7 separate regions of the Mus musculus genome follow, and all the other regions are linked to region 1. The links are chromatin contacts, called in public HiCAR-type and promoter capture Hi-C maps. All regions are on one chromosome and are shown on one strand. The core of a region is the stretch at or near the end of the contact, and the rest is flanking DNA. Distances in the headings are between cores, read along the strand shown.

Region 1 (4,104 bases), core at 796-3,295:
GTGTGGTAGAGGAAGCAGCCAGTCCTCCATTGCCCTTGCTACAGACAGTAGTGAACTCCTAAGGAGAACCGGCTTTTTCGGGTTTGTTTTCCTCTGAAGCCTAGCCCTGTTGTATTTGTATTAAAGATTTGTACACATTTGTATAATAATCTGTACCTTGTGGTATTTGGTACTATTAGAGGAAAAATTTTGGATTCAGGCCTTCTTGCTGTTTTTATATCATTGTTTTATTTTGTTTTTTTAAATAAATCCTAGTGGTTTGATCCAAATCCTATTACAGTTGTATAAAGAAACAATATTTTGTACTTATATTAAAGATCTCATTTTTAATATTTATAGTCCAGTCTTAGCTGTCTTTTCCCTAATTGGGCTAATCGTAGTCGGTATAACTCTACTCTACCCTGACATTTCTCTATAAGGGAGTGGGGGCTGAAGAGATGGTTCACTGGTGAAGAATATTTCCTGCCCTTGATAAGGACCCAAGTTAGATCCCAACACTCATCCAATTGAATGTAACTCCAGTTTCAGAGGATCAGTCACCCTCTGTAGCCTCCTTAGGCACCAGCACACAAGTGCATATACCCACACAGAGGTACACACACACACACAAACACAAAATTTAAAAATTTTAAAACCAAATCCTGAAATAAAGGTCAAGTTACCATGTTCCTATCTATCCTGGGCCATGCAGCCCTTGGGTCTCAGGTTGAACACACCTTATATGTAAAGGCTCTCAAATATCATTTGCATGTATTATAAAAGGAGAGAATATGATAGTTGTGGCATAGCAAATGAAACCATTTAAAATATTGCTATTGGCCTAAATCAAAAAGTATCCATCAATCTTTTGTCAGAGTTGCATGAAAATTCTATGCCAAAAAACAGACAGTTCATATCCCAGGAGCTTTCCAGAGTCTTGTCTATTTTAAATAAAAAAAAAATGTGATGTCACCTCCTTGTCTCTGAGTCAACAGCCACATGGCCTGAAGTGAATATGTGCTAATACTGTGAACATTGAAATATGGAAATTTGACCTTTCATGGTTAAGGAAAAAGTTAATGGAAAAACAAAATGTTAAAAGTCATAAGTAGCAAAAAAAAAATAATAATAATAATAAGGCTGCATGCTATGATGCACATACTTCTCCAATTCCAACACCCCAGGGATCTGAGTTTGAGGCCAGACAAGGGATATTGTCAAAAAAAAAGGGGGGGTGGGGGGGACTGCAGCACCGGGTTTCAGTGTGGCAAAGTCCTAGGTATGAGCCCTGCCAAAATGGAGGAGGAAGTGTGATGGCCCACAGTACTTGTTTAATCTCAGATTAAATGTGGTGAGAGAATCGATTCCTCCACGTTTTCTTCTGACCTCTCTGTATGCACCATGGAACACACACATATAGAGTTAAAAAAAAATTTAAAAGTTTAAAACATAATGCCTTACAAAGATACAGCAAGGAGGAAGCAACCATTACGGAATGCCTTATGAGTGATTTTCATGTCACCTCAATACTCTGAAAGCATTACATTATGGATATTTACAGCTGAGGGGAACAGATAAGGAAAAAGCACTTTTCCGGTTTGCCAGGTGAGAGCCAAGGCAGATGAGGTGGCTTATGAGGTGAAAGCATTTGCCACAGGACAGGCAGTTCATTCTCTGTCTCAAGAGAGCAAAAACCCAGGCCCTTGCCTCCTCTGGCTCTTGGAGCGGGGAGACATCAAATGGAAATTTCGAGTCCGACTTGGGCAAGGAGGCTGTCATCCTCAGGGCTTGGTCCCCAGGACTAAAGGCTAAGACACTAATACTAATACCTGTCTGAGTATGCGTAACCTGACCCAGGTCTTTCCCTGGCCAGAGACCCAGTTTCAGGATGTCAAGACTTCCAGGCTCCACAGTGGCGCGCACTGAAGCTTCAGGGGCGTGGCTTAGAAGCCGGCCCTCCCAGGCCCCGCCCTGGTGTGGCGTCAGCCACGGCCCAGGGGCAGCCTAGTAGGGGGCGGGGCCTCGTGGCTGCGCTCCAGAGCCCCCGCCTGCCGGCACCACCCCGCGGGCTGGCCAACGGGTCACGTGGCGGGTCGGCGGCGCCGGCGGTTGCTGTCACCTGATTCTGGGAGCTGGTGGCAGCGGTAGCCGCGGCAATGGACTTTCTCCTGGGAAATCCGTTCAGCTCTCCGGTGGGACAACGGATCGGTGAGTCCCCGGAGCCGCGCGCAGTCCCGCCCCTGTGTGCCGCTCTGGCCTTGGCCCTGGGACCTGTCGGAGTCCGCAGTCTGGCAGACAGGAGGGAGGCTAGGCGGTGAGGCTGGCGCGGCGCTCTGGGCTCCGCCCACCCTATGACCCACCTGATTGACAAGAACACGGGCCAATCGGAAGTCTTATATGGGGATTGATGCTTGATGTAGCCAATAGGCAGTGGAAGGAGGCGGTCCTGGGCGGATGTGGTTCAGCCAATGTGTGCGTGCTGGGGTCCGAGTAGAGGGAGAAAGTTTGGGTTAAAGGGACTGCTGTGATGAGAAGGCGTTGGGCCGCGCCACCACCGGGCGCGCGCAGACTAAGAGCCCCTCCCGGGCTGGCGGCGTCTTGATCATTCGCCGCGTCACCGACTCTTCACATTCCGAGACGCCGGGGTGTCTAGGTTCGGCCGCGCCTCTGTCCCCATGGTCGGGAGTCTCGGGTTTATGTGACGTCGCCCCCGTGATGGTCCTCGCCCATAGTTAAAGGGTCATGGCCCAGCCTTCCTGGACTTGTTTGATCATTAAATGCATTAATAAGATAGCACTGAGGATGTTTCCTGGCACATGGCTAACGCCTGTCATTGTCAACGTGTTACCACCTACTGGGGCTGGAGCCCATGGGAAGGTGCCGGCTCCCAGCACCTACTCTCGGGCAAAGGCCAGGCGGCGACGTTTCCCCAGGAATGGGTGGTCTGGGCGTGACATCCATACCCCCTTACCTGAAGGGTCCCGACGGCATTGTGAAATTGGGAAGGCCGAATCTGAAAGCTAAGGCTTCCCCTGAAACTGTTAACCCAGCTCTGTGTTGTAACCAACACTGCAGCTGTTAGTAGCTCTTTTGAGGTTCTCATCAGTTCTCTGCAAGGGAGCTCTGATGCCTGAAGCCCAGGTGCTTCACCATAAATCGTTGTTTGAGACCTGGAAAGAGAAGGCAGTCTTCTTCGCAGATTTCCTATGTAAAACAGGCAAATTAGTCTGGCCTTCAAAGCCAGCCTCAAAGTCCTGAGACTTTTTGGATAAAGTCTTTTGGGTTCAGTCTTTTAAACTGCCTGTCAGTTCAAAGCTCAGCATCTCTCCTGCCCTGAAAGTTGCCTGCCTTGGGCAAGAAATACTTCTGATTAAGAGTACTGCTACATCAGTACCTCAGAACACTGACTAAATCTCACTGCTGGACCCTTTCTGCCTTGGGGTTCATGTCAGACCTATCCAAGACTCAGATGGGCAGGTGTAGGGTTCCCAGTTCTCTTTGCAACTGGCTGGGAAACCACACGTTTTGAAATTTCCCACCAGAAGCAGTGGTTCACATCTGTAATCCTATACCCAGGAGACTAAGACAGGAGGATTGACACAAAGTCCCAGGCTAGCTGATTCTGAAATTAGTTGCAGGGTAACATAAGCTGCAGAGTAAGACCCAAAACCAAGTGAATTGAGACAAGATGGCAAAGCTGTAAAAGAGCCAGGTATGGTGGCACATGCCTATAATCCCAGCATTCAGGAAGCTGACACAGGATGATTTTGAACTCAAGTCCAGCCTGGGCTACAGAGACCCTAACTTAAAGAACAACAACAGTATCGGTGTTACATACTCTTCCGTGTATAGAGATAGAAGCACTGGAGATTGAGTCTGCATTTGTTTTTGAGACAGGGTCTCGCAGTGTTGACCAGGTTGGTCAGAAACTTCAGGACTCAAGAAGTCGTCTCCCATCAGCTTCCAAGTAGAGAAGACCTGACTGGCTGTGATGATTAATGACAAGCAGGTTTTAGCTGCTTGTATTCTTATAATCCAAGCCCCTCTTTGCTGCAGGAGTAAAGTGGTGTCTTCCCAGGTCTGCTGACTTCCTGCCCTGAGAGTGGAGTCTCATAGAATTGGCAT
Region 2 (4,104 bases), core at 1,149-3,648, 2.6 Mb before region 1:
CCTTGTGTCTAAACCCAATCTCTCTTGACTTCCACCACCCACCACCCTCAGCCTGCCTTGTCCCTGTCATGTCCAATATATTCATTCTACTGTGCTATGGCTGGCAGAATGTCCTCTTGTCTCCCAATCCCTAATGTGCCAAAGCTTACATGTATTCTCCATTTCCAGGTATGTTTTTTTTTTTCATTTTTTATTAGGTATTTAGCTCATTTACATTTCCAATGCTATACCAAAAGTCCCCCATACCCACCCACCCCCAGGTATGGTTTTAAGTTGAAAGCCTAAACAAGTGACTGTACAGGGGTGGGCACAGGCTTCCTGTATAGGGATATATAATAAGGCACGGTCTAAACTCCTTTCACTTACCATCCCTTACCCATCCTCAATGGCTCTACCTTCGACCTCTCCCACTTCCATGTTCATGATCACCACCTTTCCTAATTCCAGTCTGTCCACTAGAACACACTGCTGGAATCTGTTTCAACCGCCATCAGCTTTAGGATGGCTATGAACTTGGTGCTCTGGGGCTAAGGAATGACCTCTCTAAACACGCATGAGGACACAGACACTCTGATGGTGATGTCAACCTCTACCACAACTGAATAGGAACCAAAACCTTATGATCAATAGACTCTAGTCCTACCCCTCCTTGGCATATGAAAAACCCCTCAGTTCACATGTGTGATGTCTCCTCTCTGAATACATACCTTCTTCAAGTCCCTGTGCTCCATGGGCTCAAGTCTGCCTGCCCTACAAGCTTTCTATCAACCACCTACAATACATTGCTGGAGTATAACCAAGTATGTTTGGCATCAAAGAGGACTGTAGCTCAGCCACTATCACTCTGACTACTCATTGGCTTTGCAAGTCCAGACACTTATTTCCACAGTTTATTCAGAGACTAGAGAGCTACCCTAGATATGACAGATGTGAGTTCTGCTCTCAGAAACCATAAAATCTGCTGTTACTATTCAAAGCTTGGGTATGCTGAAAAGCTGATGCAGGAAGGCTGCTTTGAACTGGAAGCTAGGCTGGATAACATACTGCCAGGCCAACCTGGGATATGGTGTGAGGCCCTTAAAGACCAGCTGTGCTTCTTCACTCATTTTCCTTTTTCTTTTGTTTTTTTTTTTTTTTTTTTTTAGGCAGTCTATGTAGTCTTGCCTGTACTGGAACTTGTACAATCAGTTGGCCACAAACTCACAGAGATCGACCTGCCTTTGCCTTCTAAGTGTTGAGATTAAAGCGGTGGTCCCATCATCCCTGGCTCTAAACTTTTTATTATTTCTATTATTTTTAATCATATTTTTCTTGATGTTTAAATCTAGTTTACAAAACTAGCTCTAGAACAGTCAGGACTACACAGAGAAACCCTATCTCGAAAGCAAAAAAAAAAAAAAAAAAAAAAGGAAAAGAAAAACGTTGCAAAAACTAAAGGGAAAGCTTTTTGATCTATGCACCTGAAATGCAGAAAGCTATGGTCTCAGCCTGCAGAAAGGCTGCACAGTTTGCACAGTTCCCACCTTCCTGCAGATCCGCAATTGCCTCTGCAAAGACCACCCAGGGACCACTCCCGACCCAAAAGCCTGGATAGAGAATATATGATAGTCTCTCCTTATGACACACAGATCCAGCAGTCTATCTTGGTACAGGGCTCCGGGTAGGACAGAAGAACGGCTGCTCTGCTCTGCAGAGGAAACTTGCAACTCTAAAGAAATTGGCTGCGGCGGGGCCCGCATTGAACCCCGAGGCGGCTGAGGGCCTGAGGGGAACTCACGCTGTTGCTGCTCCAGTGCCAGCTTGCACTTGTAGTAACTGTAGAACTCGCCTCCAAACAGAAACGAGAACTTAGGGTTGTCCTTCTGCTTCTCCATCGTCATTTTCTCGAACTCGGGTCCGTTGCGAGCCACAAACTGAGCGAGCTTATCGATGACATTTCGAAGCTCCTGATCTGCAAAACAGAGGAAAAGGCGTCAGTGGGGGCAGCCTGACCCGGGGACCAGGCCGGGGTCCTCTGGGGCGGGCCACTGCAAGGCGGTGGTGTACGGGTCCTGACTAGGGCCAAGCGCGCGCCAGGAATGCGGGGAACCACGGAGAGGCCGAGGGAGGAGCGGCGAGGCCGCAGCGCGCTCCGTCACTGGCCCGGCAACGCGAGGAGGCACGGCTGGCCGGCGGGGGCACACGAGAAGAACCCAACGACCTCAGCTCAGGGACCGGCCTCACCATCTGGCGGCATCGGCATCTCCATGGCTGCAGCCACTGGCAACGTCCTCCGCCGCCTCACGATCGCTTACCAGCACCGGCCACAGAAGCCGGCCGGAAGTGGCGCGAAGGGCGACGTTTACGACGGCCTCGCGGGCCGCTTCGCGCGCCATTTACGGCTGTCGCTGGGAAACACCGGAAGTGAAGACCGGAGGAGGGCGGGAAGGGACTGCGTGAGGACTCCAGAGAAGGATGGCCTAGTGAGACGCATGCGCGTGAGCCTCTTTGCGCATGCGGCGGCCCGGCCGCTGTTCCCCGACGCGCTGGAGCGTGAGAAGCTGCGCCGGCGGTACTCTGGGTTTCTGCTGCGTTCTTGCGAACGCGTGCACTCCCAGGCCTCTGCGTCTTTCACATCCTTTTACGCCATCCAGAAGGCGGGATCGGCAGGTGATGGTTTTGGCGAATCACACCTCACTCGGCTCCTGTTCCGATATGCTCCTTCTGGGTAAGAATTTTGAGCATTGGGGCTCCACAACATCACATCAGACCGACGTGGAGCAAAGACATCTCTTCTGAAGCGACTATAGACGTTCTATGGAAGGAGAAGCGGAAGCTGCGTCAACACCCCATCCCTTCTGTTTATTTATATTATTACTTACTCCTGGTTTTTGAATATTAGGTCTCATAGAGCCCAAGCTGATCTCTAACTCCCCACACAGCCTTAGATAATCTTGCACTCCCGATCCTCCTCTTAGCTCTTAAGTACTGAGATGACAGGCGTGTGCCACCACCACACCAGGGTTACAGGATACTGGGGATGGAAGACAGGACTGGCTGCATGTTAGGCAATCACTGAGATATACCATCGACCTTTAGAAAGAAAAAAAGATTTATATTTTGCCGGGCATGGTAGCGCACGCCTTTAGTCTCAACACTTGGGAGGCAGTGGCAGACAGATCTCAAGTTCAAAACCAATTTGGTCTACAAAGAGTTTCAGGATAGCCAGGACTATACAGAGAAACCCTGTCTCGAAAACAAAGGTTTAATTATGTGTCAGGTGGGTTTGTGTACGTGACTTCAGGGCCTAAAGAAGCTGGAAGCAGGCACAGGATCTACAGCACTGGCATGATTTACTTTCTGAGTTTGTGCTGGCCACTAAGCCCTTAGTGATCCTTTGAGCCTGTTATGCCAGGGTCTCCGACTTTTCCTAATTGGATATTCTTACTGCTGGAAGCACCACACCACGATTATATGAGGAGGAAGGAGGAAGTTGAGCCTAGCAGGTATCCTGATCCCTATGCCCTTCCTGTAACTCCTGTCTTGCCTGCTGTGAAGCCCCTTTATAATGTCCTACTCTTGGAGCTGCAGAGATAGCTCAATGGTGATGTGCTTGTCATGGGAGCAGGACCACCTGAGTTCAGGTCCAAGAATTCAGTGTAAAAACCAGACAACAGCAGCACAGGCCTGCAATCCCCAAAGACTATTGTGACCTTGTAGGGACTCTGTGTGGCTCACAGTAAATAGAAGTCTGTATCTGCCCGGACTGTCTCCCTCATGCTCACCTGAGATAGTTCCAGAAGATTCTTTTTTCTTTCTTTCTTTCTTTCTTTCTTTCTTCCTTCCTTCCTTCCTTCCTTCCTTCCTTCCTTCCTTCCTTCCTTCCTTTCTTTTTTTTCGAGACAGGGTTTCTCTGTATAGCCCTGGCTGTCCTAAATATCACTCTGTAGACCAGGCTGGCCTGGAACTCAGAAATCCGCCTGCCTCTGCCTCCCAAGTGCTGGGATTAAAGGCGTGCACCACCACGCCCGGCTCAGAAGGTTCTTGCTGATGGAATGGGATCTCCTTTCAGAACATAGTTGCCTTCTTTCCTGACAGAGCCCAGGCTGTAAATTCTGTTAGTAC
Region 3 (4,104 bases), core at 1,064-3,563, 2.5 Mb before region 1:
AGGGCAGTGGCCACTGGGACTTGAATTCCTGGCCCTGCACTCCTGGCCATAGCCCGCTTTCTTTGTCCTACATCTTCCCCTGAGAACAAGGATTCCCAGACTGACCCATCTGCTTTGCAGGGCAAGTCGCCCAAGAGGGCTGATCTCCAGATCCTGCACTTGTGAGGCCCTGAGCTAGGTACAATATCCCCAGTGACCAGGAAAACTGATAAACACAAGGTGTGCTATCAGGTGACACACCTGGGTGCCTCCCCAGCAACTCTGACCCCCCAGGAGGCTAGTCCTACCTGGTATCATCCTGGCAGGGACTGCAGAGTGCCGACAAGGCTCACCAGGATAAAGTTGGGTCTGAGAACAAAACTCAGCCAGAGGTGGTCCAGTTTCTGCATTGATCCATGTGCATCAATTATAGGGCACAGGAAAGTGAGCACTTGTACAAGGTTCGATGGTTTCCAGCCGAACAGTGGCATCCCTACTGCACACGACACAGTGAGCTTGTTCTTTAGTCCCAGGCCAGAAAACACCTGGCTTGGCACCTTCCCTGGGCAGCTCTGAGCTCTGGGTGCTATATATGATCCATGTCCAGATAATCACAACCCAAGGTTCCTTGGTTCAAAATGGGGGTTGAACCCCAGGCCTTTGGGTTCTTAGCAAGGGCTCCACACTGAGCTACAACCATATTTTCTTTTGCCCCTTCTTTCTTCCAATTAATTAATTAATTAATTAATTAATTTTGAGACAGGGTCTCTCTACAGAGTCCTGGAACTTACCATGTAGACCAGGCTGACCTCCAACTCAGAAATCCTCCTGCCTCTGCCTCCAGAGTGCTGTGTTAAAGGTGTGTGTCTAGAACTCCTTATTCTCCTGCCTCTGCCTCTCAAGTGCTGGGAAGACAGACCCATGGCACCATGCCAGGCTTTGTAAAGTTTTAGTTTCTACAAACTGGCTAGATTCTGCCACGGTCAAACTCCTTTGGCCTACTCACATCAGATCCAGACAACCCCTACCAACCATTCTGTCTAGTGACAGAAAAACTAGGACATGATAGTTTGTAAGTTCGTCAGGACCAGGCCTGACAACTTGAATCTGATCCCAGGTATCCACAAGGTGAAAACTGTCCTCTGACTTCCATACACGTGGCAATGCACAACACACACACATAAATAAACATTAGAAAATAAAATAAGAGAAGGAAAACTTGTCCCAACTTAATTTGTTGGTGACTTGCTAAAATGGAACCAAAGACATCACCTACCACCAATCCCAGAGTCGGAATCATAACAGAAAAGAACAGTGGACGCCAGAGGGATGTGGCGCTCAGGGACAACAAGCAAGAGATTATGTGGTGATATCGCCCCATTCACACACACATCTGCTGTCTGAAAGGTGAGTGCGGGATGCTAGGTGCTAGCCACAGGACAAGGCTGACACCTTGACTTCCTTATTTGACAGGAAGCAGGAGGATGCCACGGTCCAACCACGTCATCAACCTGGTCAGCTACTGGGAATCCCGCCTAGCCCAGGGCTTCTGCCAGAGTTACCTTGGTGCTCTGTTTCTCCTTCATGATGATCCGGGACAGGAGGACCACCCAGATGGGCATGGTGGCCTTGACTGCAAGAGAGGAAAAGGCACTCAGTGGGCAGTCCTGGCAACCTGCACACCCGACCCTGAACCTTCCTTCTGTAAGGCTTCCTCTCGATCCCAATAGCTGGAGTCAATTCTGCTAGGCGCTCGGTAAACTCCTCAGACCTTTTCCAACGTGAGAATCCGACGCACCTTGGCGGCGTCTCAGTCAGACGGCCCGCGCACTCGTACCCACACTTCGAAGCCCCAGACAGCGCGCAAAGCCCGCCTCAGCACTTACCGGTGTGCGCGTAGGAGACCGGCACCTTCCAGATGCTGACGTGCGCCGACACCGACGCGAAGTACTTGCCAAAGGCAAGCGGCAGTACGTAACGCGGATAGAAGCGCGGCGGCAGCAGCGGGCCGGACGCCGGATGCGGGCCGGGTCCGGGGCCCGACACGGGTGGCGCGGGCGGCACGCGCCAGGCGCGCAGCAGCGGCGGCAGCCCCGCGCACAGCGCTAGGATGTGGCACAGCGACACGGTGACCGGGAACGGGAAGGCGCTCAAAATCACCTTGTTGACCACGTTACCGCCCGCGCTCAGCGCGTACCATAGTAGACACAGCACCGCCACCCGCGCACCCTCGCGCGCCCCGCCGCCGCCACCCGCGCCCGGGACCCCTGCGCCCGCGCCGGGACCCGCGGTTGCCGCCGCCGCCATCCTGCCCGAGCGGCCGCCCCTTCCCGCCGGACGACCGCCGGACGCGGGCAGGGGGCGGGACAGCCCTGGAGGGCGCGCCGGCAGACGCCGCTCACCATTGGCCCCTGGCCCTTGCGTCATCGCCGCTCGCCATTGGCCACCGCCCCATACGTCATCGTCGCGCGTCCGCCGACGCGCCCGTACACGTCGTCGGCGAGGGCCCTACCCTCACTTAAACGCTTTCCGGGAGGGGGCGGGGCTAAGCCCGGAAGGCGGGCCGTAGGGCCCGCGGGTGGGTTAAGCGCGTTACGTTCTCTCCGGTGACTGGCAGGACTCCGTGGGAGGTGCCGGGCGACGCGGGCCCGCCCACTTGAGGCTGTGGAAGCCGCGTGCCTGGGGCGTAGACAGGGCTTAGATCTTTTAGAAGAAAAGAAACCGATTGCGGTAAATCCTCTGGACTACGCCGGGTCCTCGGAAGCTGTGCGGTAGGTGTCAATTTCCCCTCACAGACCAACCGAGAGAAATCCAGGGTTAAGTGTCTCCTGCGACAGTGTCTTAAGAGCTCAGCTGACCGGTACGATGCTGGGCAAAACCACGAAGGCAGGACTAGACTTACAAAACTCGATTCCCAAGATCGTGTGCTTTTAAGTGAGGGAGAATAGTTGTTCGCGCTCCTTAAAATGTGTTCATTTATGGAGGCGGGCACGAGCGTGTGTATACACATATTGAGGTCAGACGAGTTGAGTCTTTTGTCTCTTTTCTACCATGTGCATCCAGGAAAAGAAACTAACTCTGGCAGCAAGCGTTTATTTGCTGAGCCATCTCGCCAACCTCAATATTCTCCTTTACAGCGTCTCCTTGAATGCCAGGGTGTCTTTCTACCTCACCTATGTTTTGGTTTGCTTTTCTCTGTGTAACAGATTCCTGGCTGTCATGGACTCGATTTGTAGATTAGGCTAGCTTCGAACTCAGAGATTTGCCTGCCTCCGCCTCCTGAGCACCATGCGTAGCTACTCACCCGTTCTTCAAGGTAGACTGTGTTGTACCCTGGGGTTTGCTGGATACTCATCACACATGTGGCAGTCCTTGTGGATCTGAGTAGAAAATGGCCTGGTCCCTCCCAAAGCAGGAGTTTAAGAATATGGTGATAGGACGCTGGGCTTTGTACCCTAAGGCCTTTGTCACAAACTAAATACAAGAGGAATTAGGATCTTTGGACAGAGCAGTGTCAGATGGCCCCACTGATGTGTTTTGGTTGCTTTTATTTCATATTGGATTTGGCCCTGGCAACTCTGGAAGCTTTTTCATTTCACAACAGGTACATGTACTCAGGGCAACCCAGCTGTGGTTTCACCTCCTCAAATGGCCCTGTAATGGGGAGTGGGGCCATTCTGCAACAAACCTCAGAAATTCCTACTGGCTCTGAAACGGGTTCTGGGTTGGCTTTGGTACCAACCAGACCAGGAGGTATGTTCTAAGACTTAAACCATGAAGCTGCTGTTTTATGAATAACTGTTATCTTTGAAATTAAGAAGATATGGATGAGTGAAAAAAAAATACTAGACACCTAATCTTGGCTTAATTGTGTATGTGGGAGAGAGGGGGTAGATCATTACTATATAACGAAGGTGACATCTTAGTGGACACCTGTCAGGTATGGAGGCAGCCTTGGGTCTGCCTGCAGCTGCTAGCCCAGGGCTAGGGCCAGAAAATAGTTATGTACATCTGGGCCATGCAATCTCCCTGATGGGCAGGGAAGGTGTACACCATGTCACTAAGAGGCTCCTCTAGGTGGGTGACCAAGGGGATGTTGTTGACCATGAATCAATGAAAAGCAGA
Region 4 (4,104 bases), core at 791-3,290, 2.5 Mb after region 1:
TCCCAGGGCAAACAGGAGAAGACTGACTTCCAGGGAACTAGGATGAGGATCTTAAAGCCCACACCCACAATAACACTCTTCAACAAGGCCACACCCACTCCAACGAAACCACACCTCTTAATAGTGCCATCCCTGGGCTAAGCCTATTCAAACCATCACCAGAGGTTATTTCTGAGTACGGTTTTAGGGAACACAATCCTTTATAGTAAGAAGGCAGGGGTTGCAAGAACCAGAGATAGCTGATCTCATCGAACTGCCAAGCAGAAGAAAGAGAGTTGGATAAGCCTACTAAACCCCAAGGCTGGACTCCAGTGATCCAATTTCTCCCCGGAAACTCTACTATCTTCCCAAATAGCACCACCAGTTCGGGACCAAGTGTTCAAACAAACACCACTCTCTCTCTCTTAGTTTCTTTTCCTGTTGCTGTGATAAAAGACTCCGACAAAAGCAATTTAAGGGAGAAAGAGATTGTAGGGAAGCCAGAGCAGCAGTCGCTGGTCAAATCATTGTCACAGTCAGGAAGCAGAGGGTGCTGGGTATACACTGTTGCTGGGTTTTCTTTCTCCACTAATACAGTCCAGGATGGCAGCCAGGGAAAGGTGTTTACCCACAGTAGGTAAGTTTTTCTACCCCAATTAAAGCAATCAAGATAATCACCCACAGCTATGACCAAAGGTTGGACTCTGGGTGAGTCTAGATTCTGTAACATTGCAAACCAAAGTCTCTGTCAAGGACTGGGCTGTGTCTCTCTACCCAGCCTCAGTCTATCACCTCTAAATTATACAGGATGCAAATAACATTATACATCTTTGGTTAAATGTTTACGGGAGTAATAACATTTTTTAAGGTTTAGATAATTTCTAAATGTTTCTAGATAATGCCAATTAATTACATTAACTATGTATATATAAGTAAAATGCTTTTCTAGATTATTACATTGTATAGTTAGAGCACCCTTATGAATTAAGCCAGGAAGAGAGCTTTATTAGGTCTGTCTGAATGTCTCAAGGGAGGGATGCTAGACTGGAACGAGAAAACCCTTCCCACAAGCCAATTAGTCTTTATGTTCTACTCAGTTCCATTAGGTATAGAGGCCTGCCTCTGTATTTCCATCTCACTAAATACTGTATAGTTAAATCCTACATTGCTTAATACACAAAGCATCAAACAAGGACGATATGAATAGCTAGGAAAATACATAGGCAAAATTAAAGAGCAGGAGAAACACTTTTCATCAAGTGCAAGATATATTAAAATTGTCGTTCTGTACATATTCAAATAATTGTGATTAGTTCCTGTCTTCGAAGACCTTTCTTAGGTACATAGGTATCTGCTTACAAGAGTGGATCAGACAATAAGATACTAGAGAAAGCAAAAAGACACATAAAGGATGGACTTGGGAGAACTGGAGAATTTTAGCTTAATATCCAAAATGGTGTATCCTCCATTTCACATTGTTAACCACTGTATGCACCGCTAATCTCTTCAAAATGGGAACAAAAAATAGCTTTCGCTATAATTTCTATACATTGCTTTAAAAGTTTGGATTTATATCTTAGAGGCCACACTTGACATCAGTCTTCTTTGTTAATGTGCATGTCATCAGGAAATTCAGACTCGGCCGTACCCATCCCACTGTTCAACCTTGAAGCAGTTCTCCGTGATGGCCTTTTCCTTTTTTTTTTAGAGTGTGATCCCAAGTTCCACCTCACTGAGTTTTGTGAGAATACTTAATACTAGGAGAGTACACAGTGATTAATTTAAGGAGCTTTTATTTCGTTTTGCAGTAGTGAGTCTGGTGCGATGAGATTCAGAAGGCCTGGAGCTTCGCACAAGCAGGACTAGAGCAGGGTTTGGAATTCGCAGCCGCACTCTCCAGGAGGCAGAGAGAGGGTGGAAACCTTTGGTTGCAGTCTGCCAAAAAACCCCATTCCAGAAAATGACTTTACAGCCTAGTACTCCAAGACCATAGTGGGCCGCGGGGCGCTCCCTGGTGTGACGTCATCACAGCGCTTCGCCGCAGGATGCGCGCGCAGCCCTGTCCGCCGCTGGGAAGGCGGGGCTTCCTGCTGTGTGCACCCAGTGCCTCTGTGCGTCCAGTTGCTGCGACCGGCCCAGGGAAGCGCGCCGTGGAGACTCTTTTCCCGGACGAGGCCATCCTCCTTCGTGGGCTTCCGAGCGAGACTTATCCATGCCGAACTCGAGGCCCAGGCCCCGCCGGGGCGCCGGGGGTGGCGCAGGTGCGGCCGGCCGGGACCGGCTGGTGGCACGGTCCTTGCAGAGTGCTGAGCACTGTCTAGGTGACCAGGACTTCGGCACTGCTTATGCCCATTACCTTCTGGTGCTCAGCCTGGCGCCAGAGCTAAAAGACGACGTGAAGGTGAGGCCTTATTTTTTTCAGTGGCTAGCAAATCCTGTGATCTGAGCAGGAACAACAGGGTATGGTGTGTGTGTGTGTGTGTGTGTGTGTGTGTAACAGAGACGAGAGACAGGGAGAGACAGAGACACCGAGACATACAGAGACAGAGACGGACTCTCCAAGCATCGAATTACTATAGCCTACAGCCCATCTCAATACAGCCAGGTTTTAGTAACAAAAGTCAAAAGTTGTCACACATCTGTTTCAAAATTTCTGCCTCACTTAAGATTCCAAAGGCCTTTTAAATGGGATAGGACTGGGTAGTTCTTTTTCCCCTCCAGTATCTAATTTAAATTAGCCCTGCCTTGTAGGCGTTGCATTATCTTGTGTAGAAAGAATGCTGTGTATCCTGAGGTTGGATAAAGTGTTCAGTCATAAGGAACTTTTAATATTTGTTGATTCGTCTTACTTGCATCAGTTAACCGGTTGAACTACTGTATTTTTTTTTTTTAATGTTAGAATCTCAATTTCAAAAAGTAACTTAATTGCATATACAGTTTTAAGCTGTGGACAGTCTTGCTTTGTTTAGTCCAGAGTTTCTCAACCTGACACTGGTGACATTTTGCACCAGACAGTCCTGTGTCTTCCTTCCTGTTTCACAGCACGGTTTGTCCTCTGCCCACTAGATGTCAGTAGCATTAGGCTTTTGTAGTCCAAAGAAATTTCAGGACCTGTTGGTTTACTTGGAAATATGCTAGTATGTTGGGTCGTTTGTTCCTCTGTGTAGAAAGTAGTAGAATAGTGTGTGTTCCTCTGTGTAGACAGTAGTAGAATAGTGTGTGTTCCTCTATGCAGACAGCAGTAGAATAGTGTGTGTTCCTCTGTGTAGACAGCAGTAGAATAGTGTGTGTTCCTCTGTGTAGACAGCAGTAGAATAGTGTGTGTTCCTCTATGCAGACAGCAGTAGAATAGTGTGTGTTCCTCTATGCAGACAGCAGTAGAATAGTGTGTGTTCCTCTGTGTAGACAGCAGTAGAATAGTGTGTGTTCCTCTATGCAGACAGCAGTAGAATAGTGTGTGTTCCTCTGTGCAGACAGCTGTAGATAGTGTGTGTTCCTCTGTGTAGACAGCAGTAGAATAGTGTGTGTTCCTCTGTGTAGACAGCAGTAGAATAGTGTGTGTTCCTCTGTGTAGACAGCAGTAGAATAGTGTGTGTTCCTCTGTGTAGAAGACAGCAGTAGAATAGTGTGTGTTCCTCTGTGTAGACAGCAGTAGAATAGTGTGTGTTCCTCTGTGTAGACAGCAGTAGAATAGTGTGTGTTCCTCTGTATAGACAGCAGTAGAATAGTGTGTGTTCCTCTGTGTAGACAGCAGTAGAATAGTGTGTCTGTTTTCTGACAAGGGACTGAGGTGCATATTTTACATATCAAAGTGGATCTGGCCTCCAGGTTCTCCCAGCATCCCTCAGTCTCTATCTGGCATATCCTGCCCCCAACCCTGAACTTTCCAGCCCAGAGGCTGGGCTGCCCCTTCCCCAGAGGCTCTTCCCTATATAACCTAGACATTTTGGTCCCCTCCCCCTTCTCCTCCTTCTCTCTCTGCTCCTAAACCCTTTCTTTCGTTCCTCTTCCCACCATCCCCATGGCAGCTTCCCTGGCCTCCTTCCTTGGGGCCAGTGAACTCGCCCACCTGAGAGCAGCTTCCCAATAAACCTACATTTGATTAATCTAACCTGGTTTGAGTTG
Region 5 (4,104 bases), core at 939-3,438, 2.5 Mb after region 1:
AGAAGGTCTACCTTCTGAGGAGGAGGAAAACTAGCCCCCCCCCCCCCCCCCACACACACACACACACACACTGGCTGCCTCAGGGACGTGAGGCATGCTTCCTGCCAGTGGAGCAGCTAACATGCAGTCACAGAAATAGCTTTCTACCTATGGCCAAACTGACTGCCATCTGCCCCTCTCCTAATCTCCCTAGCTTCAAAGGAAGCTACTAGCCAACAGACCAGACTGGGAGATGCCTGACACCCGAACCCCAGAGCCCACATAGACACGGAAAGGAAGGTCCAGCTCCGAAGCTGTCCTCTGACCTCCCACGCGTACAATGGCTCAAAAGCACACACACAGTTTTTAAAGAATAGGTACACGTATGTCCTCATCTACTGATGCTGAACACTGGCCATGGAATCCTACACATCCACTTCCCAGTCCATGGATGTCCGCACACCTCCCTGCCTCTGGTCATTTCTCCACATTTACTGACTCTCCCTCTGTTTCCCACCTAGAACAGAAAACCTCAAAGCCAAAGGCCTGCACAGCCACCAAGCAAATAACCCACTCATCAAAAAAGTGATTTCCAGTCCCAACTTTGAAATACGGAAGAGGTCACAGAACCAAAGGAACCTTGGAGATGGTCCAGAGAAGTTGAGCGACTTGCTTCCCAAATTACAGGGATGGCTCCACTAAATTCTTCCCATTAAAAAAAATATTTCAACTCATTCATTAAGTGAATATTAACTAGGCCAGGCACTTGATTGGGTGGATGAGAATGTACACTCAGTACGTTTTAATCTTCCTGGACACAAAACGGTGGGGTGAAAATGTACCTGGGGTGTTTTTTCCAGGGGTGCTGTCTACAAACAAATGGAATAAACGCCCAGAGATGGAGAGTATTGAGCCAGGGAACCTAACCAACCCAAGAGGATAGGTAGAGCACCTATGCTTGGCTCCTGCACTATCAGGCCTTTTAAGGAGGGAAAGGGGTGTTCGCAATAACTCAAGGAATGAATTCAGGGTTCCAGGGTGGCCTGGATGCCAGCACCTGGTCCTGGAGAACGCCCATTTATAGAACATTACAACCGTTTCTGCACAAATTTCAACCAGCCTCTACTCCTAAGACTCACTACAGCTTCGATACACCTCTCTTTCTGTTGTCTTCAGAGGTGGCTTGAGGGTGTGTTAGCTTGCTTGTTTGAATACAGATGGAACTGAGGTGGCCAGCTTCGAGCATGAAGAGTAGAATTTCCTACTCACAGGCACTTCTCGCAGGCCAGAACCTGGAGCAGTCTGCCCACTGACCCTTTCAACCCCTAATCTTTGAACCCGCCTCAGCACAAGACAGAGGAATGTGCAGAAGGCAGCACAAAGCCAGGTAGACTTTCTGGTTTAGCTCACGAGGGACGTAGGTCGGTGCTGTCGCGCAAGGCAGAAAGGGGATACATAAGAGGTGTAACTTAAAGGACTTTTGACGATATCAACTACAGGCAGAGTCCCAAAGCATTTCCAAAAAAAATTACTTGGAAATGTTAGGAGACAAAACTATCAAACTGATTGATGTCTCTATTTTGCGGGAGACTGGAAGCAGCGTTAGGGCGCAGTAAAACCTGACTCCGGAGCAGAGCCTCCATTCGCTCCGGCCGGCGCCAAAGCGTGCTCAGCTGGGCCAGGCGGGAGCCCCGGGGCAGCTCCCACGCACAGCTCCTCGCTCCCGCGCCACCGAGGGCCAGGATCGGGGAAAGGAACGCGCCCGAACCTCCTGGGAGAGGAATGCCCTGGAGCTTATCTTATCCCCTAAGGAATCGCCTATTCCTCCAGCCCGGTCTTAGGAGCACTGAGCCATCCCACTTGGCCGGGGAAGACGATCCTCCCGCCTTCCTCGCCACGCCGCAGCCCGAACGCGAACAGGACCCCGCTTACTTTTGGTGGCAGAGATGAGGTTCTTGCCGTCTTTGATGAGCTCTTTGATGAACTTGTTGGTCCTCTCGAGCTCCGCTTCGTGCGCGCGGATCCTCTCCCGGAACCACGGGCTGTCGAGGTAGCAGTCGCTAAACTCCAGGGGCTGCAGCCCCATGACTGCGGCGGTGCGCGCGGGCGCAGGCCGAGCTGGGCTCCCAGGCGGCGGCAGCGAGCGGCTAGCAGGGCTGAGCGCGCGGCGAGCGCAGCACGGTCATGTCCAGCCCAGCCCAGCGACCCTGGAGAGTACGCGGCGCAGCTCCCCAATCCCGGCAGCCCCCGGCAGCAGCAGAGGCCGCCGCCCGGCCCCGCCCCGCCTCGGGCGCGCCCGCCCCGCCCCGCCCCCGCCCGCACGCCCCTGCTCTCCCGCCCGGGCGCCTTCGGCTCTCCTCCTCCCTGCCCTTCCCCGAACGCCTCTTCCTTCTCTTCCCCACGCGCAGTCGCCCCTCCTCTTCCTTCCGAGGCAGCGGCGATGGAGAACGTAGTCTGTGCCCTCCACCCCCGGACGCCTGCACCTCCCCGATCTCGGCTCACAAGGTCCAGGTGACTCAGGCTGGTCCCCGAAGTGGACGCCTGACCGAACGGGATGGTGGGTTTGTAATAGCAGGCCTCGGTCCCCGAGATCAGACGACTTAAAAGTCGGGGCGGGTGGAAATGATTGACTCATTTTATCTGTGTACCGAAGGAAGGGTGCTTCGCTGTGCAAGGGCTCGCACGCCGGGTGCTCTCTCTCCTTGTCTAATCAGCTGCCTTCGCGGGAATGCTTAACGTCTCCAACTCAGCGTGGACTCTACAGATTCTAGAACATTTTTCTTCGTGTCCATACTGAATGGCTTAGGACAAGGGAGCGTGTGGCTAAACCGCGTTGACCCTGCTTGTGTTCTATTCTGGAGATTAAATTTACACGGGTAGGAGAGGCGATCTGCTAAAAATAGCCCGCCGAAAGTAAATGCCAGACTTTTTGTGGTTTTTCACCATGGGAGGCTGCGTGGACAAGTGTGAATTCGTGTCAGTGCGCCCACAAAACTCCTTTCCTATTCCATGCGTTCTAAAGCAGAACTCAATACCTTCCTCAAATGTATACAGCAAATCTTACACTGGAGACACTTTATCAACTAGCAATTTTTAAGCAATTAACATGTGCCAGGTGCACACATGGCATACATTTTTCACAAACTCACAACACATGTTTACATGTAAAGGTTTAATGATGGTAATAGTACCAGGAAACTTCAAAGTGATTCTTTAAAAACGTTCCGACTGAGTGCAGTAATTAAGAGTTTGTTTGGCCCGTGAGCTGTAGGAGGAGTCTTAACCCTCTGGGAAGCATCTAAATATGCCTACTCTATAAACTCTGTTAAATAACAGCACCATTTGAGTGCCACAGATGAGGCCACTTTAATGTCCATCCTCAGACTTCAAAAGACTTTTACCAATAACTCCTAGGCAGTTTGAAAGGTTCATTTCCTACTAAAATCAGCAAGGAGTCTACCGAGGAAAGAAAGAGGCAAGGGGGAGGGAAAAACTGGAGACTGAATTAGGGCCTGGCAAAAGAGCGAAACACACTCCAGGCTCTGCAGAAACAAAACCCTAAACCCAGGCAGGAATATGGTCTGAGGCTGCAGTAATCCTCGATCCCATAAGCTGAGGCAAGAGGATAGAGAGTTTAAGGCCAACCTGGACTACCTGGTATGAGGCCAGGCAGGGCTACATAGCAAGATCCTGTCTCACAAACAAAGCTGGGGGTGGGGGTGGGAGTGGGGGAGTATTGGCTTGAATAAGAATGATTCCCACACAGGATTGGGCTTCTCTGTTTGAATGTTAGGTCCCTAGTGTGGAACTGTTGGGTGGGGGGGAGGGAGGGGTAGGTGGCATGGCTTTACTGGAAAAGGTTTGCCTGCAGGTTGGCTTTCAGGTTTTAAAAGCCCAAACTGTCTTTCTCTGCCTCATTCTTGTGAATTAAGATGTAAGCTCTCATCTACTGCTCTAGCACCATGCCTTGCTTGCCTGCCACCATGCTAAACGCCATGATGGGCATAGACTAACCCTCTGAAACTGTAAATAAGCCCCCAAGTAGATGTTCTTTTATAAATCACCTTGGTCAGTGTGTCACAGGACTGTAACTAAGTCAACAAGCTAGATTACTCAATGAATAAT
Region 6 (4,104 bases), core at 670-3,169, 2.5 Mb before region 1:
TCTTGTTTTTACCTTTTAATATCCTAATATATCAATCATGTGATTACAGTCAGTAATACCAATCACTGGCAAACAAAACAACAACAAAAAACCCAACAAAACCTTAAACCAAAAAAAGAAAAAAGAAAAAAATTTAAAAAGGCTTTCTAGAAGATTTTTATCTAGCCTGTCCCTATTCTACCTCGAGAAAATGTCTACAGTATTTACTAAATTACTATCAAGGTGATCTTAAAGACCAAGAAGAAAATAATTTTGGATCCAGCAAGCAGATCTCATAGAAACTAGAGCACCTCTATTTCTACCAAGACCACACAAACAATGTGAATTATTCTGAACACACCACAATACAGTGTACATTGTACATTGCTAAGAGTAACTGGTCAAGCATAGTCAAGGGAACTCAAAAGACTCAAACCTCGGTTACCTGTCCAAGCCCAAGATGATTTTTCTTCCATCCCGAGCATATTAAAAAGTGATCTCAAAGGCCACTTCCTGGTCTCCCAGCAAACACCTCATATCTGAATGCCTGTGCATCTTCCCATGGCCCTGCTCCTAACAGCAACAAGGATACCCGCCCCCTACACTGCCAACAAACCTTTGGGAAAAATACAAGAACAGGTGAAATTAGTCTATGCTCACACAGGAAGAAAAAGATGTCCCTCTGCTCACAGGACTCTTAGCAGAGGAAAGTGTGACATAAAGTAACCCCTTACAATTAAATCTTGACAGGCTAGGGCCCAAAGCACCTCAGGAGGGGCAAGAGAGAGATGGAAAGAGGACCGGAAGGTAGGAATAAGAGAACAATCAACTATGACGGGCAGTAACTCAGTACCAAAATCCCATGCTTTAGCTTCTGGTCAGATGCGCAATGGAGCATTTAGGCCAAGAAAGATGACAGGAAGGATCCCACTCTCTGCAGGGTCGTCTTTTCTAGAAAGACCCCAGGAAAGGTTTGTCCACTATCAGAAAAAAGAGGAGACTCTCCAGGCATCACAGGTAGACAGACTGGGGGCAGAACGGGCCTAGGGTTCCCTCCTAGCCAAGAAGGAGGTTCAGCCAGGAGACCGAAGGGGAGTAAAGGCCAAGACTCCGGAGACGCGGGCTACTCTAGTCATCGCGGAGACACTAGTTGCTTCCCACCTTGCCCCCGGCAGGGAGACCTTCCCGGGGGGTTCTCAGTTCCCAGGGTTGAGGTGAGGCAAGGAGGCACGGTGGGGACCACCAAGGGCGGTCGGGCTGGGACAACGGAGAAGAACTAGCTCTGATCAAAGCTCCAAACGCTCCCTCAGTCCAGGCCGCGTGAAGCCTCGGCCTCAGGTACCCTCAGCTGCCGGGCAATCCGCCTTGCCTGCGGTCCCCGGACCCAGGAGAAAGAGAGACCGAGATGGCAGTGGCTGTGGCGGGCAGATCACCGCCTGGAGAGAGCCCCTAGCCGGGGGCGCGTCGGAGGGGGAGGGTCTCGACACATGCGGCCTCGGTCCCCGATCGCGAGGCAGTCACTTACGTTGCTCTGGGAGTCGATGGCCTGTAGCAGCCGGTCCCTCATCTGCTGCGGAGACGCCGGAGCCGCTGTCATTGCCTGGGCGAAGCGGGGGGGAGCGGCCGGGCCGGCGGGCGGGCAGGCTGAGGAGGGGGAACGCGGGTCAGTCACTCGCCGGCCTCCGGGAACGGAGCCGCATGTTCCCCGCGGCGCCGGAGGAGGTCAAGGCGCTCGGGGAGATGGCGAGGACGGAGGGAAGCGGAGGGGACCGGAGCTCAGGCCCCGGACCACCGCCGCCACCGCCGAGCGAGGAGGAGGAGCCGACGGAGGAGCCTCCGCCACCACCGCCGCCGCCGCCTCGAGAACCAAACTCCAGTGAGCTGCCCCCCGCGCTGAGCACTCTGGGTAACCCGCGCCGCACGCAGCGTCGGCGCCACGCTGAGGAGGTTGGGAGATGGGGCGGGTGGAGACGCCGGGTTTGGGAGGGTCCGGCTCGTGAGCCCCTCCTATTGATTGTGCGCACGCGCGCGCAGGCGCAATTAGCAGGTCCTGCCGCCTGGTTCCGAGGTCCGACACAGAGGGCCGTTGGGAGGCAGTTGGGCGTGGCAACGGACGCTATCTGAAGGCCACGCCCACTCGGGACTGGAGGGATGGGCTTCCTAACGGAAGCGCACCCTTCAAGTCCTGGAACACCGACTCTATCTTCTGACTGCTTTGGGGTTGCGGAATGGAAAGACCCTCCCCCGGATGAGGGCCTCCTGCGTTTAGAAACCAGAGGATTGGAGCGGCCATAGGTAATCTGAGGAAGGCAGCGGTTCCCTGCGTTTAGACTCGTGCCTCGAGGAGCTCGGAGGAGCTCCGCACAGCCTTCTCCGCTGCAGAGGCCCCAGGCGCGGGTCTGCAGGGCAGTGCGTGTCCCCATGTGACCCGCGTGCTGCGGGGACCTAAGGTCACGTCTGGGAGCTGCCACCTCTGCAGAGGACGCAAGTCTGCAAGGCCTGCGCGACGCTGACACCTCGGGTCTGCATCCGTGCGGGGCTGGAACTCAAGAGGAAGCACCGCTTTTGTCGCCTTCCTAGAGGCGGGGGGGGGGCGGGGGGGGCTGGAGGTGGCCAGCCTGTGTCTGAACAGCAGGATGCGGAACCGTCGCCCAGCATCTTCCCCTTGGCGTTCCGAGGGGACGGAGCGACCCCGCCTTTGCATCTCAGGTGATGGAAAACAGGAACGCCTCACGGGGGAGGAAGGGAAGCACCAAGGTCACCTGGAGTTTTAAGTCAAACCAAGAAACGAAGGAAGTCAAGTATAAAGGCTGCGGTCCTCCGTCCTTCGGTGACCCCTACAACTGGACAGATGGAGGGCGGGCTCCGAGTTTAGTGCACTATACGAAAGTGGCCTCGGGAGAAATAACTTCGTGTAGTGTTGTAACCTTAAAAATCCAGACATGAAACGGAAGGGAAACAGGTAATGAAAACCACATGTACTTCTGAGAGCTGCTCAACACCTGTTAATTTTAAATTTGTCATACTTCGGGGGGGGGGTACTGGGGGAGGTGAGGAACCAGGCATTTAATTCCAACGCTTGGGAGGCAGGAGGCTCACTGGAGTTCCAGGCCAGCTTGGTCTGCACAGTGAGTTCCAGATTAGCAAGGACTACGTAAGTAAGACCCTGCCCTTTTCTCCCACCCACCCAGAAAATAAATTTATCATGGCTGGTTTCTTGATTCTGCACATGACAGAAGGCTTTGCATTACACCAATAGAATGAACACGAACAAATACTTCTCAAATACACTCTCTTCCTGGCATGTGTTTGGAGCTCAGGTTCCAAGTTGGAAAGCAGCCCATTTTGAAGATACACTTAATCTCACCAGATAAGCAAAATAAACAAGGTCCTCCATCAACATTGGCTCTTAGTTTGGTGTTTTTTGGCAGAGTTTATGAAGCCTGAGCTGGTCTCAAACATTTTATTCCTTCCAGTGTCTCCTGGTGCATTACATTTATGCCAATCTTCTGTCTTTTATTATTATCTAATAGTTGATTTTTATTTTTCTCCCCTTATACAGGCTCTCACTACAAAGCCCTGGCTGGCCTGGATCTCACTATGCAATTCTGACTAGTTTGAAACTCACTGTGGAGACCAGGCTAGCCTCAAACTCACAGATATCCGCCTGAGTTCTGCTGCCCAAGAGCTGGAATTAAGTGCATCATCCTACCCTGCAGACCTGCTATCTTGTTTATTCAGTGGTATAGTATGCCTTTTTTTTTTTTTTCAAAACAAGCTATAAATTAAGCAGGCAATTAGTTTTGCATGGATCAAGTCATGAAAACATCTTGGACAGCATTCAATGTACCTGCTGACCTTGCTATTTTAGATTCCTCCCCAGGTTTTGAGACCACATGTAGCCTAGGCTGGCCTTGAACCTTTTTCTTTTCTTTATTTTTTATTTTATTTGCCTGGTATGGTGGTACTCAAGGGGAGGCAGGAGGATCTCCGTGAATCCAGTCTAGTTTACATAGTGAGTTCCAGGATAGACAGCCATATGTAGAGAGACCCTGTCTCTAAATTTGATATTAATGTTTTGCCTGTAGTATATATGCACCTATATGTGCCTGGTGTCTACAGAGG
Region 7 (4,104 bases), core at 877-3,376, 2.5 Mb before region 1:
AGTAAAAACTCTCGGATGTTGTCTCCTGCAAAGCCAGAAAGTATGGTTCATGAGGCTGTAACCCAACCTACTACCAAACATCTGTGGCAGCCCCTGATGCATCCTTGTGGAGCACCAATTCCCAATGCCTCTGAATGGTGCAAGAATGGGCACGTGGCTCAAGTCTGTCCAATTAGAGTTCTTCCTGAGCCGTGGGTCCTAGTTACCAGGCCCAGGTTGGCTAGACTGAGAATTTGCCATCTCCACACTTTGTGGCCGAACTTAGAGCACTGCATGCGCACCAGAACACATCACCTGCCATCGCTCTGGTTTACCTCCTTAGCTTTTTGTTTTTTGTTTTTTTTTTTAATAAATGTTGTTGGTTTTTTGTTTTAAAATAGAGCAGAATATGTTTAAGTCAGAGGACAAACTATCAATTCTCTCCTACGATGTAAAACCTGGGGAATTGAACCCAGTCAGTCTTGGTGGCAACTGCCTTTGCCTGATGGGCCTTTTAGCAGCTTCTGTAAATTGGATTTTGAGACCAGGTCTCACTCTGGGGCTGAGGCTGGCTCAAAACTCTAATCATATCCACACTTGTCATGGAAAGGACCTCTGCCATGTCACATCAACCCACGCTGGCGGCGGCAGCAGCGGCAGCGGCAGCAGCGGCAGCAGCAGCAGCAGCGGCAGCGGCAGCAGCACCTTCCTGACACCCACTTTCACTATCCCTCCAGAACACCCTCTGAATCGCCCTGGGCTGAGTCCCACAGGGCAGGATCACTTTCTTTACCCACACCCCGACAGAGCAGTCAGCTAAGTGGCTGGCAATATGGTACGCACTCAATAAAGCTGATGAACAGAGCATGGTGGAGTACTCTTGTCATTCAAACACCTAGGAGGCAGAGGCAGAGGCAGAGGGAGCAGGCATTCAAGGCTAGTCATGGCCCTCTAATACCACATCTCAACAATAAAAAGGAAAAAGAGAGGAAAGCGCAGGTTGGTGAGAGAGAACAGGCACCCTGGAATCGACTTAAAGTGTTGAAGGTAGAAAGACATGCTTACCTGTGCTGGGTTCCTTCGATTCTTCCCCAAAGCCTTGTGTGTCCTTCTTTTTCCTATAAAGAACAGCAGATAACTCCAGCTTTCCGTGAAACATAAACACCATCGGATTTCCTGACCCTGACACTCAGCTAGGAAGGGCATGAACTTCAGCTCTGCCCCCGACTTGCAGTGTGACCTGGGGCAGTGATACAACCCTCTGTGAGACACTCTCAACCAGCCTAGTCCATCACAGCTGGGTGTGCAGCCACAGACAGGATAGAGTGGGTCCAAGAGCCAGAAAGGCATTCTTGAGGGATAAGCCTGAGCATGAGGCTCTTTGGAGATGCAAGCAATCCCAGGGTGCAGATTTTTTTTTGTTTGTTTAATATTAATCTGCAAGTAAGAATGAGTGTGCCGGGCCGGGCGTGGTGGCGCACGCCTTTAATCCCAGCACTTGGGAGGCAGAGGCAGGCGGATTTCTGAGTTCGAGGCCAACCTGGTCTACAGAGTGAGTTCCAGGATAGCCAGGGCTACACAGAGAAACCCTGTCTCGAAAAACCAAAAAAAAAAAAAAAAAAAAAAAAAAGAATGAGTGTGCCATCCCGCAGCAGTTGTGTGGAGATCAAAAGGACAATCAACAGGATTTCTACCATGGGGGATCCGGGAATCGGACTCAAGTAGTCAGGCTTGGCAGCAAGCGCCTCTGCCCGCTGAGCCGTTCCCTGGTCTAGAGAGTACAGATTTAAAGATCCTGGAGTGATACAGAACTGTCAGAGCCTGGTGAAGCAGCGCGGAGGCGTGGCTAGAGGTAGGATTAGTGGGGCGTGGAGCATGCACAGGGCGGGACTGGCGGTGACCAAGGGTGTGGGCGGGGACTGGCTGTGGGAGGGCCTGGCTGTCTGGGACACCGCCTGTCGCGGCCTACTCACAGTTTAAAGTTGAGCACAGCCCCGGCGTTCATCAGTAGCGTCCTGCGGAGGGACAGTAACGGTCAGTAAGGGTCACCCCCACCCCTCTGACTGCCACTCTCCGACCTCTAACACCCCTCATTCATATTACCCGAACAGCAGTATGTCTCCGATCATCCTTACACCCAAGGCGTCCGTCAAACCGGAAACGGAAGCCGTGATGAGGGGCGGAAAGTGGAACGAGAACTGACCAATTCTGAATCAGCATTGGTTGGGTTCGACTGAGGATGTAGCATGATGTCACCTACAGGGCGGAGCTTGGGGTGCGCGCGCGCATGCTCAGTGTTACGTGCCACAGCTGGTCCCTGCTGTTGATGCCGCTCGGGGGTTGGTTGGGCTATGGATTCCGGGCTACAGAAATTGCGCCCTTGACCCTTGAGCCGCCCGTGAACGGCTTGGATATGGATATGGGCGCGGCAGATGCCTGAACTCCAAAAGGACTCCACTTGGGTCCCCACGGAGAACTGCGATCCCGGCTCAGAGTGCATAGAGTCAGGATGACCTCCTGCCTGAGTTGTACCTCCCACGGACCTCCCAGGTCTGACTCGAGTAACCCCACGGAGAATGAGAGTCCTGACCGGACAGACTTACAGAACATAAGGCCTGGATTAAGGTCTACAGAGGATGGATCTTAACTTGTGGGGCCTCCTGAAGCGGGAGGGTCCTAACTTAGTGGATCCAGTCTGGGCTGGGGTCCACAAAGAGGAGGGTTCTGACTTGTGGAGCCTTTTAGAGAGACAAAACCAAACAGAACGTGAGGGTTTGGTTGAGGTCCCCTTGTGGGAGGCGGGGTTCTGACTTTGGATCCTCAGGAATGAAACATGATATTCTTGGCTGAGATCTTCCGAGGGCGCGGGTTTTGAGGGAAATAGGGGTCCTGAATTGGTTAGTCCCATGGAAAAGGGACAGGATTCTAACTACGCAGATGTTTAAGGACAAGATTCCCTCTTGTGTGTGCTGGATGCAGGGGACAGATCGCCTTTTTGGCTCTGTTGAACGAGTTCTGACGTCCCTACGGCCCCGCATTTTGGGCTCCCGGCTGCTAGGAGTCCCCCACCACCCCTCCTCTCCCGAGGGGTGGGGGCAGGCGGGGGGCGGTGCCTGGCAGTGGGGCGGGCTCAGTGGCGAGGGAGCATTCGTCGGGCAGCGGGGCGCGGGACGCACGGGGCCGGGGAGGCGCCCTCCATCGCCATGGACCTGATGTCAGCGCTGAGCCTGGGCGAGCTAGCGCTCAGCTTCTCGCGGGTGCCGCTCTTCCCTGTTTTCGACCTCAGCTACTTCATCGTCTCCATCATCTACCTGAAGTATGAGCCAGGTGAGTCGAGGATTGTAGGAGTTACCAGGAGGGAGGTTGCCCCTAGCTTGATGATGGAGACGAAAGGAGGAGACAGGCTAGATCCTGGAGCTGGATGGGGGAGGAGGCAGAGGCTGAGATCGTGGAGTGCTCCCACGCTCGCGCAGGTGGAGGAGCGAACCCTGGGGACAGAGGCGCTGTGGAAAGGAGGCTGCAAATGAGGTGGGAGGGAAGAAAAGGAGCGCTCTTGTTTACGGTTAGGAGGACAGGTGCTGCGGGGTTGGGGTTGAGGGCGGGGGCAACGAAAAGGCCAGAGTCAGGTTAGAGCAAGGATTCCTGAACTTAATCTTGGGCAAGGGGGATTGATGGTGGCGAAGGTTCCAAATCAAGGATCGGACCTGCCTGGGCGAGGGTCAGATGTTCTGGACGTCAGCTGCCATGACCTCCCTTAACGCCCTTGAATTGACTGCCTGGTGACTATATAAGGACTGGCCATGCTGGGTGCTGCGATCAGGTTCGGGGGAAAGTGACACCCATGTCCCCTCTGTACTGCATCTTTTGGCATCTTCTTCCCTCCCTTCTCACATGCCAGCTGGGCCAGCTCGGGCCTGGGATCCTTCCCACTTATGGAGCCTAAACCGTTCCAGGACAGGGCAACTTTGGGTCAGCTTCCTTTCAAGAGTCAGAGGAGGATAGACCCTACTTCTTTGATTAAAAAAAAAAAAAGTTAATTACTTTTACTTATCTCTGTGTTGTGGGTATGTGTGGAGGTCAGAGGACAGTTTACGGGGGTCACTGGTCAAACTCTGGTGGTCAAAT

The links. Promoter capture Hi-C pulls out the DNA fragments that hold promoters and counts their contacts. HiCAR-type assays count read pairs that join an accessible place to other places.
Region 2: a contact with region 1 is called in a promoter capture Hi-C map of liver, with 5 times the contacts expected there. The contact joins the promoter of Cherp here to the promoter of Tom1 in region 1. A contact is called at or near these places in 9 of 39 promoter capture datasets (the 3T3-L1 cell line, cranial neural crest, frontonasal cranial neural crest and 5 more) and 1 of 115 datasets of contacts at active chromatin or transcription factors (embryonic stem cells).
Region 3: a contact with region 1 is called in a HiCAR-type map of astrocytes, with 8 times the contacts expected there. The contact joins the promoter of Slc35e1 here to the promoter of Tom1 in region 1. A contact is called at or near these places in 10 of 39 promoter capture datasets (the 3T3-L1 cell line, cranial neural crest, embryonic stem cells and 5 more), 4 of 115 datasets of contacts at active chromatin or transcription factors (astrocytes, craniofacial prominence, large pre-B cells and 1 more) and 2 of 9 other capture datasets (adipose tissue and embryonic stem cells).
Region 4: a contact with region 1 is called in a HiCAR-type map of astrocytes, with 7 times the contacts expected there. The contact joins the promoter of Prmt9 here to the promoter of Tom1 in region 1. A contact is called at or near these places in 5 of 39 promoter capture datasets (embryonic stem cells, hippocampal neurons, liver and 1 more) and 1 of 115 datasets of contacts at active chromatin or transcription factors (astrocytes).
Region 5: a promoter capture Hi-C map of liver shows a contact between it and region 1, with 6 times the contacts expected there. The contact joins the promoter of Arhgap10 here to the promoter of Tom1 in region 1. A contact is called at or near these places in 2 of 39 promoter capture datasets (hippocampal neurons and liver) and 1 of 115 datasets of contacts at active chromatin or transcription factors (astrocytes).
Region 6: a contact with region 1 is called in a HiCAR-type map of astrocytes, with 7 times the contacts expected there. The contact joins the promoter of Med26 here to the promoter of Tom1 in region 1. A contact is called at or near these places in 4 of 39 promoter capture datasets (cranial neural crest, hippocampal neurons, liver and 1 more) and 4 of 115 datasets of contacts at active chromatin or transcription factors (acute myeloid leukemia, astrocytes, embryonic forebrain and 1 more).
Region 7: a contact with region 1 is called in a promoter capture Hi-C map of liver, with 14 times the contacts expected there. The contact joins the promoter of Smim7 here to the promoter of Tom1 in region 1. A contact is called at or near these places in 6 of 39 promoter capture datasets (the 3T3-L1 cell line, embryonic stem cells, hippocampal neurons and 3 more), 1 of 484 Hi-C or Micro-C datasets (muscle stem cells), 7 of 115 datasets of contacts at active chromatin or transcription factors (astrocytes, embryonic limb bud, embryonic stem cells and 3 more) and 1 of 9 other capture datasets (embryonic stem cells).

The regions. Positions count from the first base shown.
Region 1 is chr8:75,031,641-75,035,744 of GRCm38.p6, forward strand. Tom1 (target of myb1 trafficking protein) reads left to right here and starts at 2,046. Exons shown (of 15, transcript NM_011622.3): 1 at 2,046-2,187. The coding sequence starts at 2,136. It overlaps Hmgxb4 (HMG box domain containing 4), which reads left to right. Exons shown (of 11, transcript NM_178017.2): 11 at 1-338.
Region 2 is chr8:72,472,835-72,476,938 of GRCm38.p6, forward strand. It overlaps Cherp (calcium homeostasis endoplasmic reticulum protein), which reads right to left and starts at 2,399. Exons shown (of 18, transcript NM_138585.3): 1 at 2,224-2,399; 2 at 1,778-1,951. The coding sequence starts at 2,248.
Region 3 is chr8:72,490,301-72,494,404 of GRCm38.p6, forward strand. It overlaps Slc35e1 (solute carrier family 35, member E1), which reads right to left and starts at 2,314. Exons shown (of 6, transcript NM_177766.3): 1 at 1,866-2,314; 2 at 1,542-1,612. The coding sequence starts at 2,286.
Region 4 is chr8:77,547,357-77,551,460 of GRCm38.p6, forward strand. It overlaps Prmt9 (protein arginine methyltransferase 9), which reads left to right and starts at 2,041. Exons shown (of 12, transcript NM_001081240.3): 1 at 2,041-2,380. The coding sequence starts at 2,192.
Region 5 is chr8:77,515,719-77,519,822 of GRCm38.p6, forward strand. Arhgap10 (Rho GTPase activating protein 10) reads right to left here and starts at 2,189. Exons shown (of 23, transcript NM_030113.2): 1 at 1,912-2,189. The coding sequence starts at 2,065. It overlaps 0610038B21Rik (RIKEN cDNA 0610038B21 gene), which reads left to right and starts at 1,338. Exons shown (of 1, transcript NR_028125.1): 1 at 1,338-2,860.
Region 6 is chr8:72,546,391-72,550,494 of GRCm38.p6, forward strand. Med26 (mediator complex subunit 26) reads right to left here and starts at 1,920. Exons shown (of 3, transcript NM_027485.4): 1 at 1,505-1,920. The coding sequence starts at 1,576.
Region 7 is chr8:72,568,922-72,573,025 of GRCm38.p6, forward strand. Smim7 (small integral membrane protein 7) reads right to left here and starts at 2,127. Exons shown (of 5, transcript NM_172396.3): 1 at 2,083-2,127; 2 at 1,953-1,994; 3 at 1,045-1,097; 4 at 1-25. The coding sequence starts at 2,108. It overlaps Tmem38a (transmembrane protein 38A), which reads left to right and starts at 2,902. Exons shown (of 6, transcript NM_144534.2): 1 at 2,902-3,306. The coding sequence starts at 3,183.